Regions from separate parts of the Mus musculus genome. Here regions 2 and 3 are each linked to region 1. Evidence: chromatin contacts called from public Hi-C data. All regions are on one chromosome and are shown on one strand. Each heading gives the region's core, a stretch centred on a gene start, on an enhancer-like site or on the middle of the called end of the contact. The rest is flanking DNA. Distances are from core to core; before and after follow the strand shown. Region 1 has its middle 72 kb from the start of Dock10. Region 2 has its middle 99 kb from the start of Nyap2. Region 3 holds the start of Nyap2 (neuronal tyrosine-phophorylated phosphoinositide 3-kinase adaptor 2).

Evidence for each region. A called contact is a pair of places that touch in the nucleus more often than the background predicts.
Region 2: a Hi-C map of the N1E-115 cell line shows a contact between it and region 1, with 2.6 times the contacts expected there. The contact joins two enhancer-like sites. A contact is called at or near these places in 5 of 484 Hi-C or Micro-C datasets (the N1E-115 cell line, cerebellar granule neurons, cerebellum and 2 more).
Region 3: a Hi-C map of the N1E-115 cell line shows a contact between it and region 1, with 5 times the contacts expected there. The contact joins the promoter of Nyap2 here to the enhancer-like site in region 1. A contact is called at or near these places in 1 of 39 promoter capture datasets (hippocampal neurons), 10 of 484 Hi-C or Micro-C datasets (the N1E-115 cell line, cerebellar granule neurons, cerebellum and 6 more), 3 of 115 datasets of contacts at active chromatin or transcription factors (SST interneurons, embryonic forebrain and forebrain) and 2 of 9 other capture datasets (adipose tissue and liver).

What each region holds. Positions count from the first base shown.
Region 1 is chr1:80,828,158-80,832,014 of GRCm38.p6, reverse strand. No RefSeq gene overlaps it. Among named protein-coding and RNA genes, the nearest start is that of Dock10, 72 kb to the right of the region's middle. Within about 2 kb of position 1,679, at least 3 of the 459 cell types and tissues checked have an H3K27ac peak or open chromatin away from gene starts, as enhancers often do. A contact at or near this core is called in the N1E-115 cell line, where this site is marked.
Region 2 is chr1:80,975,876-80,979,960 of GRCm38.p6, reverse strand. No RefSeq gene overlaps it. Among named protein-coding and RNA genes, the nearest start is that of Nyap2, 99 kb to the left of the region's middle. Within about 2 kb of position 2,255, at least 1 of the 459 cell types and tissues checked has an H3K27ac peak or open chromatin away from gene starts, as enhancers often do. A contact at or near this core is called in the N1E-115 cell line, where this site is marked.
Region 3 is chr1:81,075,223-81,079,046 of GRCm38.p6, reverse strand. Nyap2 (neuronal tyrosine-phophorylated phosphoinositide 3-kinase adaptor 2) reads right to left here and starts at 1,640. Exons shown (of 7, transcript NM_001356397.1): 1 at 1,154-1,640.

The DNA.
Region 1 (3,857 bases), core at 430-2,929:
AGACAGGTCAAGTGCTTTCCTTGTGTGTTATCATAAAGTAGTGTCTTTCTCCTTCACAGCACTTCACATAGTGGTAATTATTTTAAAGATGGGTGTCATTATCAGCTGAGGACTGCCGTTCCCCTGCCCCACCCTAAAGGTCACTATGAGCATATACCTGCACTGGTTAACACATGCCAAAAAGCCATAGCAGCTCCATAGCACGGCTATCTGTTGAACTGATGTGTAATGCATTTCAATATTATACCCCCAAAATACTGCAAAAAAAAAGAAAAATCCCATTTATTAGATCAACCCATGGATAATACTTTGTGAATTAAACTATAGAATCAAAACATGTCCCATCTAAGAATGAGCATTTAACCACAAAGGTCAAAGTAAAAAGTCAGTAGCTATCATATTTCATGCTTGAGTAATATTGTTTCTTGTTTTGGATGCTTTGAGTAGATGCTCTGCATATATGAAATAAACAAACAAAGGTGAGACAAGAAGTCAATCTGCCTTAGTTTATCCCCGTGACAGATACTGACTAGGTATGATTAAAGAGACTGAGCTTTCATAGGGGAAGTTGTGTTGCACCTTGAAGTAATCACTTCCTGGATGCTGATACCGTTATGGAATATGAATCAATCAAGGCTTACAGATGGTCACTACAGATCCATTTGGAGAGAGATTCATTAGTCCTTTTGTGTGATTTGCAATGGGCCAAACATTCTTGAGGCTTTTTCTCTCGCTTTTATGTTATGTGTGTATGAAATCTCAATATAGATGTGTATATAGTTCACTCTACCAAGCACAGCTGGGTGATTGCTGCTTGCTATTGCATTAAAGAAAAGAACACAATTGAGAGGCCTGGATACAGTGAATAACTGATGAGAGCTGCAATTGAAGTGCCTTTTTTTTTTCTTCTGCTACATTTCCAAATGCAGTAGCAGAAACGAGGTCATTTGCATATGCTATACAAGCAGGATACAACCTTAATACTTTTTATGTTTAAACTAAATCTGGGGTTTGCTATTATCTTTGTTAATCAAACTATAAAATCCATCAATGCCTGATTTGGTTGAAGCTCAATTCCATATATTGTCCCCAAAATGCTATTGCTTAAAGAGTAGTAAAAAAGGATGTCACTAACATTTGATTGCTCTTACTATCAATGTACATGCAAACTTTACTATTCAGTCAGCTCCTCCATTTGCAAAACACAACTGAATATAATGTGTATTTGTCAGAAGAAAGAGACCTGTGAAAAAAGGCAAGGAAGAGAGAAACATGTGAAGAGTCAAAGAAAGTAGGAGAGGGATAAAAGGAGGGAGAGGAAGAAGGAGAGGGAGGAAGGGCAAAAAGAAAAAAGGGATACATGGAGGCAGGGAAGAGCAATTCTGATGCCCTCTAATTCCCTAATTTAAAACTATTGCTAGCACTCTGCTGCAACCTGCTGACAGACTAGAGAATTACAAATGAGAAAAGACTAAGTATTCACAAGAGTTGTACTACTATTTATTGTTCATTTTAGTTTGTTAGCTTTATTTATTTATGTTTTCTTTACATCCCAACTGCAGTACCTCTCTTCTCCCCTGACAGTCCCTCCCCTCCACCCTCACCCCTCACTCCAATCCATTCCTCCATTTCTATTCAGAAAAGGGCAGGCTTCCCACAGGTATCTGCCAGCCACAGCATATCAAGTTGCAGTAAGACTATGAACAGCCTCTCCTGATAAAGCTAGACAAAGCAATCCAGTAAGACAAAAGGGTCCCAAAAGGAGGTAACAGAGTCAGGGGCAGCCCCTGCTCCCACTCTTAGGAGTCCCACAAGAAGCTACACAACTGTAACATATGTGCAGAGGCTCCTTGGTTGGTGGTTCAGTCTCCATGAGCCCCTATGTCTCCAGGCTAGTAGATTCAGTGGTTTTCCTTGTGGTGTCCGTGACCTAACTGGCTCCTACACTCCTTCCTCCCCCTCTTCCATAGGATTCTCCAAGTCCACCTAGTGTTTGGCTGTGGGTCTCTATATCTGTTTGCATCAGTTGCTGGACAAAGCCTCTCCAATGACAAATAGGCTAGGCACCAATCTATGAGTGTAGCAGATTATCATTAAACATAATTTCATTGACCTTTTTGCAGTTTGTAGCCTCCCACAAGCCTGAAGCAGGCTGAGCCAGACCTTGACTTTGTTGCCACTAAGGAGATCACCTAGGGTGGAGCCTGCCTCCCTGGATCACTCTATTGTTCTGCAACTGCCTCTGCTGCTACCTGCCTGGAGTCAGCCTAGCTGTTCCTGAACCTATAAGTGGTCACCTGCTGCTGGGCTCCAAGGATGAATTGGCGGGAATGGACTTTCCCCCCTCCTTTATAAAGTGTGTCCACCATTAAACAGGTGAACCTTGAGCAGACTAGTTGTCTTGGTTCCATTATTTGTCAACCCACCTAGATCCCCTCTTCTCTTCCAGTTCCAAGATGCCTTCCAGGCTTGAATCCGGACATGAGAGCCTCAGGTCGGCCCCAACAGCAGTTATTGTTCATTTTTAAATCCAGTATTCCTCATAATTTTACGAAAAAAAATAGCAAACTGAGATATTATTGAAACAAAATGGCTGTATGGTTTCCCTGCTAGGAAGGAGAATAAATAAATAAGCAATGTACTCTTAAAGATCGTAACATGCTACCTCACACAGAGTAGAGTCTTCTTGACAAACCCTGACCTGGATCCAAGCCCACACACCAACAGGTAAAGGTGCTTCAGAAAACCTCATCAGGAATGGGGTTGAGACAGAAGCCTCAGTAGCAGGCCATAGGCTCTCTATCTTCCTGAGACCCTTAATATAGCCAGAAGCTCTAAGGCCTCATCAGTATATCTTAAATAGCTGGAAATTGTGTGCAAGAAGAGCAAAACATTGCTATGAAATGACCAAAACTTATTTTATTGCCTTCTATATGGAGGCAGTAATATCTCTGGGCAAATCTAGAAGCTGACCTCATGGCTTTTATCTGTCAGGGATGAGAATGCACTAGTCAGACAGTGTGAGGAAGCCATTAGAAGTTAATATATGTTTAATAGTATAAGAATAATTTCAATGCAATACAAAGAAAAGGTTTGTGTTATATGATGTGTATATATATTAATATATTGTATATTATATGTATATATATATATACACATATATGTGTGTGTTTGTGTATGTCTGAAGTTCAACCATTACATTCAGTGGGATGATATATATATATATATATATATATGTATATATATATATATATATATATATATATATATATATATATATATATATGACTAAATTCCTTCACAAAGCTTAATGTTTTTCTACCAGGCTGAAGAATAAGGCTTCAGAGGTTTCTGGAGGAAGAAAAATGGACTATGAGAGATTCCTTTATTTTTTGTGTGTATAACTACTTCCTTTACCCTTTTGTGTATATAACTGCCTTATTAGAATTATTTCTATAACTTTCATCATAAAGATCTTTAACTCTGTGGATTAAATTTGTTCCGAAGAGATTTCCTTTTGTAGCTATCATTCATAGGATTTCCTTCATGATTTCTTTCTCATCAATCTGATCAAGGACTGTAAATGTAGTTCTGATTGTAGAATCCTTGCCCAGCATGCACAATGCCCTTGCTTCAATCCTTAGCACTACATAAACTGGGAATAGTGCTATGGGCTGAAATCTCACATATCTGATAAGGCCACTCATCCCTGTTGGTTCACAGATACTCAGTTAGACATCATCCATCGAGGACAGCTGAACCTACCAAGTTATTAACTTAGCACATATCTTAAAAACATCCAGTAGGCCTTAATATAATGATTGGAGAACCAGAACTTATTAGTTTCTCCCTTCAAC
Region 2 (4,085 bases), core at 1,006-3,505, 150 kb before region 1:
CATTTGTGTTTAAAATTGTGGGGGCAATCAAGGTGTTTTGCTCTTGGTCGAGGCTGATACAGTGTCTTTCTCCATAAAACAGCAGCAGCAACACTAGGAATCTTCAGGATGGAGACTGAAGATTGGGCAGCTTCCAGGACTGACTGTATTGCAATCTGCATTTTACAGTGTTTCCAATGGCTCCTAATTTCATCAAAGGTGGACGACTGGAGCAGTGACATGACACCCCATTGAGAAGCAAACTGAAGCTCAGGAAGCAGGGCTGCTCAGAGAAGCCAACCTTCCACCGTCTCCTCTGTTCATTAGACATGAGCCTCTGGACAGATTCTGGAATGCAGTACAGCACTTTAAATACCACTTCTGTTTGGTTTGTCTATCAGTCATAACGCTGGAAACAGGACAAGAGAGCCACATTAAGAAGCACGTTTTAAATTACAGGTGTGAGTGTGCATAGGCACCTATTTAAAAATTGCATCTGTCAAACACAATGGGCATAAAAGAAGAGAAAATTTCAAGGGCAACTATGAAATAGTTAAGTTTCACTTTTCATAATTACCTGTATTAAATATGTAATTATGAATATAGCTGTATAGATTATTTGTTATTTATAGCATTGCATTTTGGCAGTCATTCATACTCAGATAGAGATCATACATATACAAGGGAAAGAAGCCTGACAGAAGGGAATATTTTGGACTGTGTCTACTTCATATGACTAAGTATTTAACTGTCTTTGCTCATCATTTAAGACCAGCTTAGTTTATCGAAACTCACATTGTGTAGAAGGGATATCTCACTTTTCACCCTCAGTGTACTGTAGCACTGATATTTTGATGAGATGACTCCTTTCCTAGAGTATTAAAACTAACCTGACCAAATAAAGATTAAATCTACGCTCGTTTATTTTTTGTTATTTTCTTCATTTTGTATTGGTTATTTTGTTAATTTACATTTCAAATGTTATCCCCTTCCCAGTTTCCCCACCACAAGCCCTCTATCCCCTCCCCACCTTTATGACAGTGCTCCCCTACCTGCCCACCTATTCCTGTCTTAGTGCCCTAGCCTTCCCCATGCTGGGTCATTGAGTCTTCACAGCACCAAGGAGTTCCCCTCCCTTTGGTGCCAGATATGGCCATCCTCTGCTTCATATGCAACTGGAGCCATGGGTCCATCCATGTGTCCTCTTTGATTGGTGGTATAGTCCCTAGGAGTTTTGGGGGATCTGGTTGGTTTTTGTTATGGAGTTGTAAACCCCTCCAGCTCCTATAGTCTTTGCCCTAACTTCTCCATTGGAATCCCTGAGCTCTAGACATCAGACCAAACTGTTATATATGACCTTTGTATCACTGAGCACCACAGCCTCATTTTGAACTTTAAAATATGATTGACTGAAATGGCTTCTCAAGGGGAAAAAAAAAGCTAAATAACATTAAGCAGAGAAAAAAAATTAACTTCTCTTAAACAACATGAACTTAGTTTTACTAACTGCACTTTGGAATTGGAAATATATATTAAAGAGGGAGAGTGTGTTCTATATTCTAAATTATGACTGACAGTGGTGACACGCATTTAGGAGAAGCATATTGGGGAGCAACCCCTGGCACTCTCAATGTCACACAATTAAGGCTGACACAAACTTCAGCCAGAAAGCTAGGAAGTGGACATTTTGTAAGTAAAAACAGAGAGTTCCTCTCCCTTACTAGCAGCATCAATCAGCCGTTCTCACTGCACAGCTAAACTGTGCTTCAAACGCTTGTCTGGATCAGTTTTACAGGAGACCTGCAAATGTCCTGATACTGAATGACGTCAGATGACCTGAACAGAGATTTGACAATGAGATAATCCTATTTTTCTCCTCCTAGGAATAACTACAGCTCCCCCATCTAATTTCTTTCTTGTAAACCACAAACAAGCTATAATTTAGCAAATTACACCGTTGGATTCAAGTCTGCATTTTCATTTTCTAATGTTCTTTTTAAAATATTCTACCTGTAGTAGTGGCAATAATACTAATGCCCCACTTAGGATGGCTAATTCTAGAATATTTGGTGGGAGAATGCAAAGCCATATAGACAGAGTGACTTGAGTTATTTTAAATAAATTCATCCCCTCAAGTTACTAAAAAGCCTCATTTGTGACAAAGGTCTTCTGACCTATTTCTCAACCAATTATTCATCAACAAATTGTAGGGCTTAATTCATGGTTATCACATCCACCTCTGCTCTCCTCGGCATCACTGCTCAGCCTGGATCCCGGGGGATGACTTGTCACTACTGATTTTCTACCGCTCCAGAGATCCTTGAAACATTATATTTGATAACCATCGCAGACCTGATTAAATCGCTGAGATAAGGGTCTTTCCTTCTAGCATCTCAGCCATGTAGACGAGTCCTCTGGAGTAGGTAAAAGCATGTCAGAGTGGCACCCATCATTCTTTCATAATCAAGGGCTTGGAGGAAAAAGATCTCCATGTATTTTCTGAATGTTGTAGTTAATATGCATCCAATTTCTTCCTCTCTCAACAAGGATGCCTCATGAGTATCTAAAAAGACTTTCCATCTCTTTTCAAATTTCGTTCTCTCCCTAAAGGCTGTTTAAATGAAGCACTTCTTTTACAAAATACCTGGAAGGGTCACTGACTTTCAAATGCCCATTAACTAATGAACTCACATGTTCTCACTAATAGCCACAGCTTTGTAATTTTTTTCTTTTTTTATTAGATATTTTCTTTATTTACATTTCAAATGTTATCCCCTTTCCCTCTTTTCCCTTTGAAAACTCCTATCCCCTTCCCCTCCCCCTGCTCATCAACCCACCCACTCTAGCTTCATGGCTCTGGCATTCCCCTATACTGGGGCATAGAGCCTTCACAGGACCAAGGGCCTCTCCTCCCACTGATGACTGACTAGGCCATCCTCAGCTACATATTAAGCTAGAGCCATGAGTCCCACCATGTGTTTTCTTTGATTGATAGTTTAGTCCCTGGAAGCTCTGGGCATACTAGTTAGTTCATACTGATATTCCTCCTATCCTTTCAGTTCCTTGGGTATTTTCTCTAGCTCCTTCATTGTGGACCCTGTGCTCTGTCCAATGGATAGCTGTGAGAATCCACTTCTGTATGTGTCAGGCACTGGCAGAGCCTCTCAGAATACAGCTATATCAGGCTCTTGTCAGCAAGCTCTTGTTGGCATCCACAATAGTGTCTGGTTTTGATGCTTATTTATGGGATGGATCTCCACGTGGGGCAGTCTCTGGATGGTCATTCCTTCAGTCTCTGCTCCAGGATTTGCAGTACCTTGTTTGTCAAATCAACATTTATATCAAGTTGTTAAAAAAAAAGTACTATAAAATGTCCAAGTATTTCTGACAGTTGCATGTATACATGGTGCACACACACACACACACACACACACACACACACTCACATGCACACACACCCAACTGTAATTAGAAGCTAACAGTTTCTTTTTCTGAAATTTTTCCTATTCCCAGAAAATCGTGTAATACATACACAGGCCTAATGTTACATTCTCAATCCTTTACCTAACAGCAGCTTCAGAATCATCTCCATCTGGATCATCTCCATCTGCACAGGGAACTCTGAAGAGAGGTTAGAGAAATAGCCCAGTGACTAATAGCATGCACTAGGGAATCTGGGTTCATTTCCTAGCAACTATTCGGGTGCTTCACAACCTATATCTCTAGCTCCAAAAGATCTAATGCTCCCTTCTGAACTTGGCATTAGTGTGCACATACTTCACACACACACACACACACACACACACACACACACACACACACACACGTATACAGATAATTAATAAAAACAAAAACTACCTCCAGAGTAAATAGAATTATATTTATAACAATAGGAAAAATTATATAAATGGACTTATTTAAATGGAATGAAAAAGATGGATTTTATACCTTAAAAATTCTGTTTATAGTCGGGCAGTGGTGGCTCATGCCTTTAATCGTAGCATCTTGAGAGGCAGAGACAGGTGGATTTCTGAGTTCGAGGCCAGCCTGGTCTACAGAGTGAGTTCCAGGTCAGCCAAGACTATACAGATAAACCCTGTCTCAAT
Region 3 (3,824 bases), core at 391-2,890, 250 kb before region 1:
CTGTTTTCACAATTCCCTAACTATTAAATGTCCTTCACAGAATTATCTTTTTATATTATATTTTTGCCTAATATAAATTATCTTTTATATTAGAAAAAAAGTATGTTCTACTTTCCAAAGAAAAACAAAACCATTTGTACATGTCTGACTCCTGTTTTCTCTTTGTTAAGTTGATGCTTTATAATACATCAATGAATTGGAGCATAGCCAAAATATGAAAATTTAGGAGATTGAGTTTTTGTTCTTGCTCTCTATTTTATTACTCTCTGCTAATTGAATATAAATTCATAGATACTAAATTTATCATAATTACACCCTTTAATCTCTTCCATTAAATACCTTTATATTTTTCACTACATTTAGAAAAGTAAATGTACTACTTTACTACAAAAACAACTTTAGTATTCTTCAGTAAAAATGAACATTTTAAAATACAATATTTTCCCAGATGTGCCAATATTCCAAGTATTGAAAATACTCCTGGGTAGATTGAAAAATTATACTGGAGTTATTTCAATGAAATAAGTACATGTCCCAAGTTAAGCAAGGCCACCTAAAGTTCTACTGCAGATGTACATTTTGGTAAGACTAAGGACACCTTCCAGATATTGGCTTGTATTTAAACACATTTTCTGGAAAAAAATGTCTATTTGGAATCAGCCAGAAATAAGCAATTTCACCTTCAAAGTATATCTAGCAATTTGGAAATGTTTTGGTAGAGTACATATCTTTCTTTCTGAAAATGCAAAACTGGGCTCTCACTGCTGACACCAGTGAACTGAGCCTATTGTAAAATATTTATGATATGGAATTAAGATAAATAGCAGCAAGCACAACGCGAATAGTAATTAATGACATGGAAATACTTCCAATTCTTTTAATAATTCAACATGGCTTATTTTACTAATGAAAATCCATTTACCATTTCCATGGTAATCACGAAGTGGGTACGGGATTAAAAATAGCCAGGGGCTCACTAACAGTGTGGATGCCCGTGTTGCAGCTTTATTTCTGCTCCACCTAATAAAACATGCAAACTTCAGCATTAAGTATCCCTAACTAAAATTCATCCCATTTCATAATCAATTGCCTCCTCTCCTTAGTTCTAGATTCAATTAGCATGCTTATAGAATCTGAAAAATGAGATACATACCAAAAATTAAGTCCCCGGGGGAGAACTAAGTGGAATAGTCAGGAGGTGAGTTGGGTCTGTCAGAGCCCTCTCTCAGGGCTGGTCTCGGGGCAGTTCGGGAGGAGTAATCCAGCACCATAAGAAAGAGACTTGTAGGTTCAGTTCAGTATTTCTTCAATTAAAGTGCATTATATCTGGATGTGAAAAGTGTCGAATCCAAGATTCTTCATCACTAGAGATCAGAGCATTTTCGTTGTTCTTTCTATCGGATAAAATGCCTTTTAAAGTTTGCAAGGAAGAGGCAGTGGCAGAAGACAGGTGCTTGCTTCGTTAAATCGACATTCGGAGAAAAGAGGGCATAGCTAATGGGTGGGGATGAGCGCACAGCCCCTCTCCTTCCAGGTCCAGCAGGGACGAAACTGAATGATTTTACCCACTTTGCTACACAGATGATTACAAGACCCGAAGCAGTCACCAAGCTGGCTAAGGTACCTCATTTGATCATGTTCTGTGAAGAAAAAAAATAAATGGAAACAAAAATCAGACACATCCTCTCTAAATGTCTCCTTTCAGCCCCAGAGATGCTCTTTCTCCTTGCATACATACAGAAGGTTTGGAGAAGCCTGGCTGGTAGCATCGTCCCTCCCCCATGACAACCAGCTTGCGCTGGCTGGCTCTGGTGTGTTCTCTCTCTCTCTCTCTCTCTCTCTCTCTCTCTCTCTCTCTCTCTCTCTCTCTCCCTCCTTCCCTCCCTCCCTCCCTCCGTTCCTCCGTCCCTCCCTCTTTCTCTCTTCTCTCCAGCTGCCTTAGTCTGTTGATGCTGCTGCTGCTGCTGATTAATCAGGGATTCTGAAACAAAGAACGTACCTTCTCAAATAAGCGGTAATCTCAGCTTCTGCAATCTGCCTGCATTGAGCAGCAGAGCTGCCAGAATCCTAGCACCTTGGATAGTTCCCACACCCTAGGCCCACTGGAAAGGAAAGAAGGACTAAAGAAATGGCAAGAAACCCCCAAAGCAGAACCGATTTCGGCTCCCCAGGGGCTCCCATCCTCATTAAAGGCCTCAAGTCCAAACAAGAGAACCTCTCTCTTTTATCTAATTGAACTAAAGTCTGATTTATCAATAATAAAAGAAAATGAGGATAAAGAAACCTCTTCATTTACATCCACTACAGAGCACGAAATCAGTCTTTTTGGAGAAAAAAAAATTGAAATCTATCAGAATTATTGTTCTTGTATGGAGGATATTTAAGTTATAAGGTTTTCACTCTGGTGGGGCTAATAAAAACGAGTAACAACTTAAACGGAACTCTCAGATCTCAGTTTGATGCCCTTATTTGATATCAATTTTGCCTCCACCCATCCTGCACGGGAGAGCCATGCACACAATTACTGCTGACGTACTTCAGGCTGCTGCTTGCGGAATGGGGGGAGGAGCCTTTTAACCTCATCAAAACAGCTTCATGCCACCTGCTCCCATGGCATGAGAATAAAACTAGCCCACTTGGAACGTGCACAGGGCACGTACACAGAACAAAGGTCTCACTTGTACTATAACATTTTAACCAAAATCAAATGTACAGTGATTACGGCATATGTGCTCCGATCTCCTTTAGACTCACTGCAGAAATGATTTAAAGTCATTGTATTTCTTGACTTCCCCAAAGAGACTCTAGATTCTTTTCTTAATATTCCACTGAATCTATGCATATAGCTTATGCTATGCACTGTGATTGACACGTGTGTATATACTTCTGCCCACACATACACAATATATTTATGTACTTGTGTTTGTGTGTGTGTGTGTGTGAGAGAGAGACAGACAGACAGACAGACAGACAGACATATTCAGTTTTTAAGCTTGTGTTTCCTCAGAGTAAATGACAAAAATATATTTTAAAAAATATGTTGTATGGATATGATGATTTCAGGATCTTATTGTATATTATGATAAGACAAGAAGAAAAAGGAAGTAAAGGAATGAAGAAAGGATGGGAAGAAATTAAGAAAGAAAGAAGAGGGGGAGGACTACTATGGAAATAATATACCAGTTAGTGAGAAAATATGTCCATATTATTGCACAGTGGTCTCTACAATTTTCAGGTCACTTTCACCCATTAACTTTTACTGGAAATAGTTTCGGCTTGCAAGTTGCTTTCTTTGGAATTAAATATATCAATTCATAAGTAATTCCTTATGAAAATATCTTTATGCACCAGCCAATTATAAAAGCAGTAATCTTCAGGTCAGCTTCCTAATACTTAAATAATAACTAGGACTGTCCTTTGATTTTATATATTTGTTTTTAAGTTAAACTTGGGAAAAATAAATCCAATGCATAATATTATTCTATATATCCCTAATATAAGTAGATATATTACATATTATATATCATATTACATATTATATATTACACATTACATAATATATCACAATTACATATCATATATTATATACATTATATACTATACACATTATATATTATATTATATATTACATGATGTATGTAATATAATATAACACATATAGTATATATGAGGGATAAATAGAGTATATGTATATGTGGATTTTAAAGAATGAATTTCCAGGTTTTTGTTTATCTAGCTTGTGAGTAGAATATGATTTCTATTTAATGTAATGAAATTCTTTGGAAGATTAGATAGATGCAGAGAATGGAGGAAAGCATAGGTAG